Linked DNA regions of Mus musculus: regions 2 and 3 are each linked to region 1. The links are chromatin contacts, called in public ChIA-PET maps. All regions are on one chromosome and are shown on one strand. Each heading gives the region's core, a stretch centred on a gene start, on an enhancer-like site or on the middle of the called end of the contact. The rest is flanking DNA. Distances are from core to core; before and after follow the strand shown. Region 1 holds the start of Top2b (topoisomerase (DNA) II beta). Region 2 has its middle 5.0 kb from the start of Gm31804. Region 3 has its middle 28 kb from the start of Gm31804.

Region 1 (2,700 bases), core at 104-2,603:
CCTCATCGAAACCTCAACCAAACAAAGAAAACAAGGAACAAAAATGCCAACCAATACCAAAGTTCCTTAGTGTGTTCAAAAGGCGGGGAACTAGGATCCTCTGGAAGGGATGTGTTAAAGTCCCTGAAATGTGTAAATTTTCTGTCCAAGCTGCTGGCCTCATCTACTAAGTCCGGTGTTTTGTTTGGGAAATGACCCTGGTCTGAACTCAGTGCTGAGTAAGTGAAATGCTGGAGTTATCGATCTGTCCTGGGAGCCGCGTTCCAACTGCTCCCGCTGCACTTGCTAAGTCCACCTCCCTCCAGGAACTGAGCTCTGCAATCCTCCAAGTTCAGGCTTAAGCACCCCCTCACCTCCGAGGGACACCCCTGGGCCCCCACACGGTGTACACGGGAGGCTGACGTAAGTAAACTCTTCTTTTAATCCCGCGGGCGGTCTCTAGCCTGCTGTCAAAGTCGTCCCAAATACCCTCTCTGCGGAATGAGCCTTTTCTGGGGAGGCGCAACCCGCAGTGACCATTCAAGTGCACATTCCTCTGGGACAGGCCGCCGGAAGCCGTAGCATACCGGGCACTATTTTCTGGTGCTGCACTTATGGAGGGTTGGCCCGGAGGCTCGCATTATCGCGGTCCCCCCACTCTCGGTGTGCACCCTGAAGTTTCCGGTGAGCATTGTTCAGCAGCCTGAGCCTTGGTGGAGGCGAAAGCAGAGAGAAAGGGCACACGGGGCTAGGCCCCGACTGCAGCCTGACAGGGCGCCCGCCGCACCACGCTCTCACCCCGCCCGCGTCGCCCGCGGCCCACGAACAATGCGCCCGCCCGCGCCGCACTCACCACCCAGGTCAGCGCCCCGTCAGAGCCCGCGAGGCTGGACTTGGCCATGGCAGCGCCTCCCGTGCAGGCCAGGGGCTGCTCGCGCTCCGGGGACGCCGGGCCCGCCGCTCGCACTGACCGCTGCGCGCAGCACTCCTAGCCGCGCCCCATCGCGGGCCCGAGCCGCTGAGGAGGCCGCGCTGCCCGCCGCCCTCAAACTCGAGCGCGGCGCCCGGGCCTACAGAGTGGTCGAGGACTAGGAAGGGCTGGCGATGCGGCGCGGCCTTCCGGGACCCACGCGGGCGATTGGGATCGCGGATGAGGGACGAGGTTGAAGCGGGCCGGCTAGGACTCGCGAGCCAGAGCCCTGACAGGAATGAGCCGCTGCTTCTCCTCAAGCCACCGAAGCCGCAGAGTCCTCGCCGCGGTCGCCGCAGCCTCAAAGGCCGCCACTGCCTCAAAACCGCCCAAGCGGCGTCTGAACCGGTCCTCCGGAGCACAGTCCAAGAGGGACAATAAACAGAGCCGCCGTGGTGGCCTCCCTTTAGTCCGGCATAACACGGCACACACAGGCGCGCTCCGGGAGGGGGAGGGTGCGGTGGTCACCGGCTGTCAGTCAACCATGGATCGTCCAATCACAGCCTTGTCACTACAGTACTTCGACCAATCCCAAAATTTCAGGCCCCTAGGGGGGCGGGACCCGAGGGGAAAACGTCATTGCGGGTAGCAACTGAGAGGCAGACTTGGGTTTTTTGTTTGTGTCTGAGAGAGAGTGTAAGGGAGAGCGAGGCGAGTGAATGGGGTTTCCGTCAGAAGGGAGAGCAGGCGGCTGTCAAGAGTCATTCCGGGGCATCCAAAGGAGCCGGGAGTCCTGGGACAAGGGCTGTGGAAACCTCCGGACTGTGTCCTGCAGACTTGCCGCGAGGCCGCGGGGGGAGCGGGAGCGGGGGGGGGGGGGGGGAGGGTTGGGGGCAGGGAGGCAGGAAGCCCTAGCCGCCCCCAGGGACTGGGCCCCGGAGGGAGCTAGCGAACTGCAGACGGGACCGTGCGCCGCCTAGAGCAGCCGGACCCCGCGCTCAGGCCCCAGGTTGCTGCTGCATCCGCCCGACCCCCGACCGACCGTCTCTCTGCCTTGCCCCTAAACAGGGCAAGCGGTCTTCAGTGCCACCAGTTAGGGAACTTGGGGTGCTAAGAGTGCCCAGAGAACGTTCCCGGGAAGGAATGCGAACGGGTCAGGACTCCCTTTTCTGGCTACAGACCTTTCCTCCCAACAATGCAGACAGGTCCCTGTCACTTCTCAGCTTTCAGGTACACATCATGAAATAGACTTTTTTCGTGTGGAAGCTTTCTAAGAATAAAATTTGCAACGCCAAAGCTTTTGGCAGATGGAAGAGCTCTTGACTTCACCCAGCCTGTAAATGGAATTGCATTCAACAAGTTCTCTTTGGGCATACTCCCAGCCATGCTCTGTCAGGCGTGGCAATGGGTTTAAAGGGACAACAGCCTCCTCCGACGTCAATCTTCCAAGAGTGACTAACAGGAGGACACCACACCGAAGAACTTTACCCAGCTAGAGCTAACAACTTTCTGTGAAAGTATTTCCTTGAGTCTCTCCGGCAGCTGAGTGCTTCCCTTAAGGGAAACTTTGGGGTCACACCTCTCAATCGCTGCTGCATTCTGAATCCAAGTGGGGAGCTCTGAAACACGGAAATCATTTCAATGTAGTTCTTAATTAGCTCTCTGGAGACCGTGGAATTTCAGTTTATTTGGGGATTCTGACTAAGAACACCAAAACCTTTCTTTACTTTGAATCTAGTGTTAAAGCTTATAAAGCGCTAGGCAGGATCTAAGCTGGGCTGCGCCCCTGACTCTAAAGCACCACAGTCATG
Region 2 (2,700 bases), core at 188-2,687, 600 kb after region 1:
ATTCTCAGACAGAGCATGGAGGAGCTCAGAATCTATATTGCACACACTATGAAGAATCATGAACTAGTTTCGAAACTAACACTGTAAGCTGTCACTAGAATCAACAAATAGAAGACTGGATGCAAGGAGTCAGACCCCATGGAGCAAACAGAAAAAAATGAATGACAATGAATTTTAGAATCGTTTTCTGAGAGCTGATTTAATGATACTTTTTAATCATTCTTTAGTTTGCCCACCTTGTCTCAAACATTATCATGTACCTAACAATTTCCAGCTCTCATGTCCACTGTGTGGAGATGACTCCTGACCAGCATCATTAGATGTGTGTGACTTAGCTGAAATCTTCAGAGGTATGTAATAAGATAGTGCAGCCTCATATCTCTCAGAGAGGAGGAGATATGTCATATATTCTATGTTAAAAATATTTGGGAGTAACAATCCTTACATCTTAACTATTAATTATTAGTTCACAATTGACTCGATCAAATGAGTTTGGGGATTATTTACAAATTACTTTTCTTAGTGGTATTTATATTATTCAAAATTAAGTATTCTCAATTGAATTATTATTATTATTATTATTATTATTATTATTATTATTATTATTATTATTATTATTTGATTGATATCATGAGGCAGGATATGTACCTCAGGCTGGACTCATGCTTATGATATAACTAACATGCTCCCAGACCTTAGCACAACTATTGCAATGACAGAAACCCATTCAGGTGTTGGAACTCAGAACATAGGCGGGGACATCTGACACAAGAACTTAGACCTAAACCACCTCACAAAATAGATACAAAGGTTACATCAATGGTCCAGGGATGTGGCTGGAAAAGCCACAAATGTACTAACTGCTTTTTTGCTCCTGCAGTTCTACTTCTTGCTAACTGCTCTTGTTAACTGAAGTGTTCTGACCAGGATATGGTTTTTTTTTTTTTTTTTTTTTTTTTTTTTTGTGCTTAAAATGCCAAGAAAGGTAAGGCTCAAGGCTTCATGGTTTGGGCAAGTTCTCTCATGCAACCTCCATGGCTGTGTTGACTTTAGGAGTCCTGTGTTCACTGAAGGAGTTATCTTGGAGAAGTGGCCCTCCTGTCTCAGCTCCTGATGGAGTTACAGGTGTATATCATCATAATTGGACTTGAAACTGTATTTCACTAAAAGCAGGCTTACTGATTCAAAGCTTCTGCATTTAGAAAGCTGTGAAGGATGCAGCCACATCCTGTGGACTGACCTGATGTGCAGCAGCATGGGTCTCATTCCTTCTGGCACTGAGACAGAACTGATTGGAACCATTTTTCCATTCTTTTTTTTCTTTTCTTTTTTTTTTCTGAAGAAAACGTGTCTGACCCTCCCCGTTCTACCAGAAAAGAGTAACTGCTGAAAGTGACGTCATTCTTTCCCAGCAGCCGGCTTCTTCCTGTCTCATGGCTGCGGCTTGGTTTCCCTTTCCCATGGGTGTCACACTGTGGTTCACACTGTGGCTGCAGTGTTGCTTTCTGTAAGACTGTTTCTCACTTCCTTCTTGTCTCACCTACATTTTCATTTTTTTCTGCTCCTGAATTTTACTGTTTATTATACAGTGTTTAAACTCCCTTTGAAACGAAGTGTTTTGAGGGTGAATAAAACACCCGGAATTGTGTCCCATTGAGGGCCAAACAAAGATGACATGGGCTGGCAATAGAGCACTAATGCTTTCAAGATCTTTGCCTCAAGAGACAGTAAACTCATATCAGCTGATGTCATCATCATAAAAACATTTTGAAAACCATTTTAGAATGTCCTCTTAAGTTCTCAGCACAGCGAACAAATGTTTCAATGGCTGTAAAATCTTCTGGATCATTTTTATTCCAGGAACAAAAAAACCAACGCTCAATGTAGAGAACCAGAACCACACAGGGCTCATCAAGCTGGGTTAGCACTTTTATTTCTTCTCAAATGTACAAAATAGAGTGCCAAGAATTGTAAAAGACAGGGTTAGTGAGCTGACACTGAAAGTGTTCCCCAAGGACCAACTTAGAGAAGCCAGCAGGCATGAGGGTTGGTATTACATGGGCATGTGGACAGGCATATGCTACTGTTAGGAATCCTGTGACTATCCCCCCCAAAAAATCTCAGAATCTATCACCACTACAATTCAAAGTCAAAAAGGTCAGTAAAGTCATGGTCACAGTGACCTGGTGACTGGTACATTACCTCAGGGTTCCACCTAGAATCACAGGCATTTCCCATCATGCATTACTTCGCCTTCAGACCCCAGGGGAGCCATGGGTTTGGCTGATCATAGTGGGATTCAGGACTTTAGATCCATCTGTTTATTGTTGGAAGTGGTGCCATGGGTCTAAATTCTGAAGCTATTTTGCCCCCTCATGAAGGGCTGTTCTGTAAAGTCTGATCACAATCTAGTGTTTACTTGATCTCATCACTTTTGTGTTGTGTGTTTTCCCTTCCATTGGTGCCATAGTGTAAGGGACATAATTCAGTATGCTTGCCAGAGGGACTATTGAATGTTATCCAGTTACTGAGAGCACAGGTGGGTCTGGGAGTGTGCTCCATGGGCTCTATACCTGAACACTTCTGATGTTCTTGCTTCAAGAACTGTAAACAAACTCACAATAATTGGTACTGGCCAACAGTATCTACAGGAAGCTCATCTTTTCAACATACAAGACTGGAAGACAGCAAAGAAAGGGC
Region 3 (2,700 bases), core at 38-2,537, 620 kb after region 1:
CAGACATTCTATAGCTCCCTGACCAACACAACACCATTCCATGAAAACACATTCAGAATGGCATTTCATAAAACACCAGCAGAAGAAGCTCATCTAAATTATTTCATTCCAAATAGTCACAGACTCTTTCAAAATGCAAAGACTTTAATGAAAAAGCCCTCCATTGGGCTACAGGTAACTTGTAGTCTTCTTAGTACAGATGCTAAAGATGCAAGGACAAGTACTCATGAGCACCTTCCAGTGCCACCTTCCTCTCTATGGTCCTATGGTCTTATGCCATGTAAAGAATGAGTTTCCGAAAGGAATTTTATTATAGTTGAGAATGTATGAGAGATGAAACAAGAAGAAATTCTTTAGAGTCGAAATAGATCCCAGGAAAGTGTTGTCATAATCAACCTGCTCTAAGCACGAGAAGTGAGCTGAGCAGGACAGTTGTCCTACACATGAGGTCTTCATGTGACTTGTCATTTCTGTGTCTTGCCTGGCACACCTTCTGCTGGCACACCCTTAAAGGTTAGTGAAGTATCTGATCATCCACAGGTTCCAGGCTTCAGCTGCTATTCTGAAAAGGATAAGTTAAATTAAAAAACAAAACAAACAAAACAAAAAAAAAACCAAAAAAAAAAAAAAAAAAAAAAAACCAGAGTACTGTCAGCACCCTTAAACAATTTGGTATTTTTGGTATTTTAGTTTGCAGGGCAGAACTACTGATAGAACCCAGGTATTTCCAGCTTCAGGCCAGGCCAGGACACCTGGACAAATGGAAGTGCCCACAATGGTTAAAAACAAAATTGCTAATTATTGAGACTCCCTCCTGAAGTTGCTCAGCTAGCATCTCTCTCCTACTTCATCACGTTCCCACATGTTCTTGCTTCACTGTCCCTTTGTGTTATCAAAGGAGAGACCACTTCACACTCACACTGCCTACAAACTGCTTTTAAAAAATGCTACTGAGGCTTTGAAAAATAAAAATTAAGCCATCATTGGGAAGAGAGGCCCATTGGTCTTGCAAACTTTATATGCCTCAGTTCAGGGGAATGCCAGGGCCAAGAAGTGGGAGTGGGTGGGTAGGGAAGTGGGGGGGGGTATGGGGGACTTTTGGGATAGCATTGGAAATGTAAATGAAGAAAATACCTAATAAAAATAAATTAAAAATATTAAGCAGAAAAAAAAAAAACTAAGAAAAATGTGTAACTTGATGGGGGATTGGTGAGAGGAAGTGGGTTTCTGAGTCATACCCAGGTGGTAACTAGGCAGAGCCTCGCCTGTCTTGGGCTTCAGTGAAGGTCTCGTGATGCTTCTTAGAGAACACAATGCTGGCAGATGGGGACCCTGTGGCTTCACATTTAATCTTGTGTTTATATTTGGTCTCAAATTGGACTCCTAGTGCTCAGTAGTCACTCATGCGGGATGCTCTTTATCTGCTGTAAAGGGATTTCCATCAACTAGCAGGTAGAGGTTCGTACAAAGCAATTTGATTCAATCTTAGAGAAGTATCTAGTGGAGGAAGTTAAAGCTGGCTTTGGCTGGTATCCGTGTATCCCACTAAGAACCATGTGAGGAGGAGCTTAAGCATCCTCCTCTAATCCTAGCCTCCACTCTCCAGTATATCCAGGTTCTGTTGTGTGCTTCCTTGCATATGTACTTTCATGAGATAAAATAGTCTTTACTCCTTCAAGTCAATTCCATGAGATAATATAATTTTCAGTTGGTTAGTGTTTAAGATGAGGAGTTACTGTGCTATAGGGAATATATATATATATATATATATATATATATATATATATATGTGTGTGTGTGTGTGTGTGTGTGTGTGTGTGTGTGTGTGTGTGTGTGTGTGTGTGTGTAACCATATAGTTCAAACCTTAGTTCTCAAGTTCTGTGGCTCAGCACAACTAGCTTCTATGATAATTTATTGAGTCCTCTTATGTCACTGGTTTTAAAATTTAATTAAGAAAACTTAATTTCCCTGTGTGGAAAAATCCTAAAATGTGATTGACCCAAAAGAGCACTGTAAACATGCTTTCCCTATCAGAGCTCCAGCCCAGCCTAAGCAGGAATCTCAGGCATGCTTTGTACCACAGGCTGAGAATCCTGCTGACAGATGTTAAAGGTGGTTTTTGTATCCAAGAGGAAGGCTACTGCCACTGTAAAAGTAACATGTAGCAGGTAGGCCTGAGAATCTAATAGAGTTGTCTGTTGTGATTCTATTTGTTCAAAATGTTTCCTTTTAGAAAGACAGAGCAGAAGAATCTACAGAAAAGGGGAGGGATCCAGCTCTTGCTTCATTCTTTGCAATTCCTGAGCAAGCGACTTTCATTTCTGAAATTTCACTTCTGTGTCTAGGGAGTGGGGATAAGGCCAGTCAGGTAAATGACTGGTACCGTCTGTGGGCAACCTATTTTTGCTAAATACTCACATCAGAGTTGAGTGGCCTGTGATGGGTGAATGTCACCTTTGGGCTGTGACACCGAGGAGTTTCCAAGTTTAGAGAAAGCATCAAAAACATTGTATGAGCCCCAAAGTTCCAACCAGGCAACTGAGTTCAGCTTTTAAAATAGAATCAGAAAATAGCCTTAGACATCACATGTGTTTTTTAAGCTTTCACATACCAGCAGGGGCAGCCTAGGCCCTCCTCAACTCATTTTTTTAATTATACAACATCCATTTCATAAAGAAGATATAACTGAGTTCTTCTCC

What was found. ChIA-PET counts read pairs in DNA pulled down with a chosen protein or histone mark.
Region 2: a contact with region 1 is called in an RNA polymerase II ChIA-PET map of memory CD8 T cells, with 81 read pairs. The contact joins the enhancer-like site here to the promoter of Top2b in region 1. A contact is called at or near these places in 5 of 39 promoter capture datasets (the 3T3-L1 cell line, the C10 cell line, the SN4741 cell line and 1 more), 4 of 484 Hi-C or Micro-C datasets (CD4 T cells, CD8 T cells and adipose-derived mesenchymal stem cells) and 8 of 115 datasets of contacts at active chromatin or transcription factors (the 230-238 cell line, embryonic stem cells, large pre-B cells and 4 more).
Region 3: a contact with region 1 is called in an RNA polymerase II ChIA-PET map of memory CD8 T cells, with 36 read pairs. The contact joins the enhancer-like site here to the promoter of Top2b in region 1. A contact is called at or near these places in 5 of 115 datasets of contacts at active chromatin or transcription factors (the 230-238 cell line, memory CD8 T cells, pro-B cells and 2 more).

Annotation. Positions count from the first base shown.
Region 1 is chr14:16,363,859-16,366,558 of GRCm38.p6, reverse strand. It overlaps Top2b (topoisomerase (DNA) II beta), which reads right to left and starts at 1,353. Exons shown (of 36, transcript NM_009409.2): 1 at 833-1,353. The coding sequence starts at 880.
Region 2 is chr14:15,768,763-15,771,462 of GRCm38.p6, reverse strand. No RefSeq gene overlaps it. Among named protein-coding and RNA genes, the nearest start is that of Gm31804, 5.0 kb to the left of the region's middle. Within about 2 kb of position 1,437, at least 67 of the 459 cell types and tissues checked have an H3K27ac peak or open chromatin away from gene starts, as enhancers often do. A contact at or near this core is called in the 230-238 cell line, CD8 T cells, memory CD8 T cells and 3 more, where this site is marked.
Region 3 is chr14:15,745,623-15,748,322 of GRCm38.p6, reverse strand. No RefSeq gene overlaps it. Among named protein-coding and RNA genes, the nearest start is that of Gm31804, 28 kb to the left of the region's middle. Within about 2 kb of position 1,287, at least 53 of the 459 cell types and tissues checked have an H3K27ac peak or open chromatin away from gene starts, as enhancers often do. A contact at or near this core is called in the 230-238 cell line, memory CD8 T cells, pro-B cells and 1 more, where this site is marked.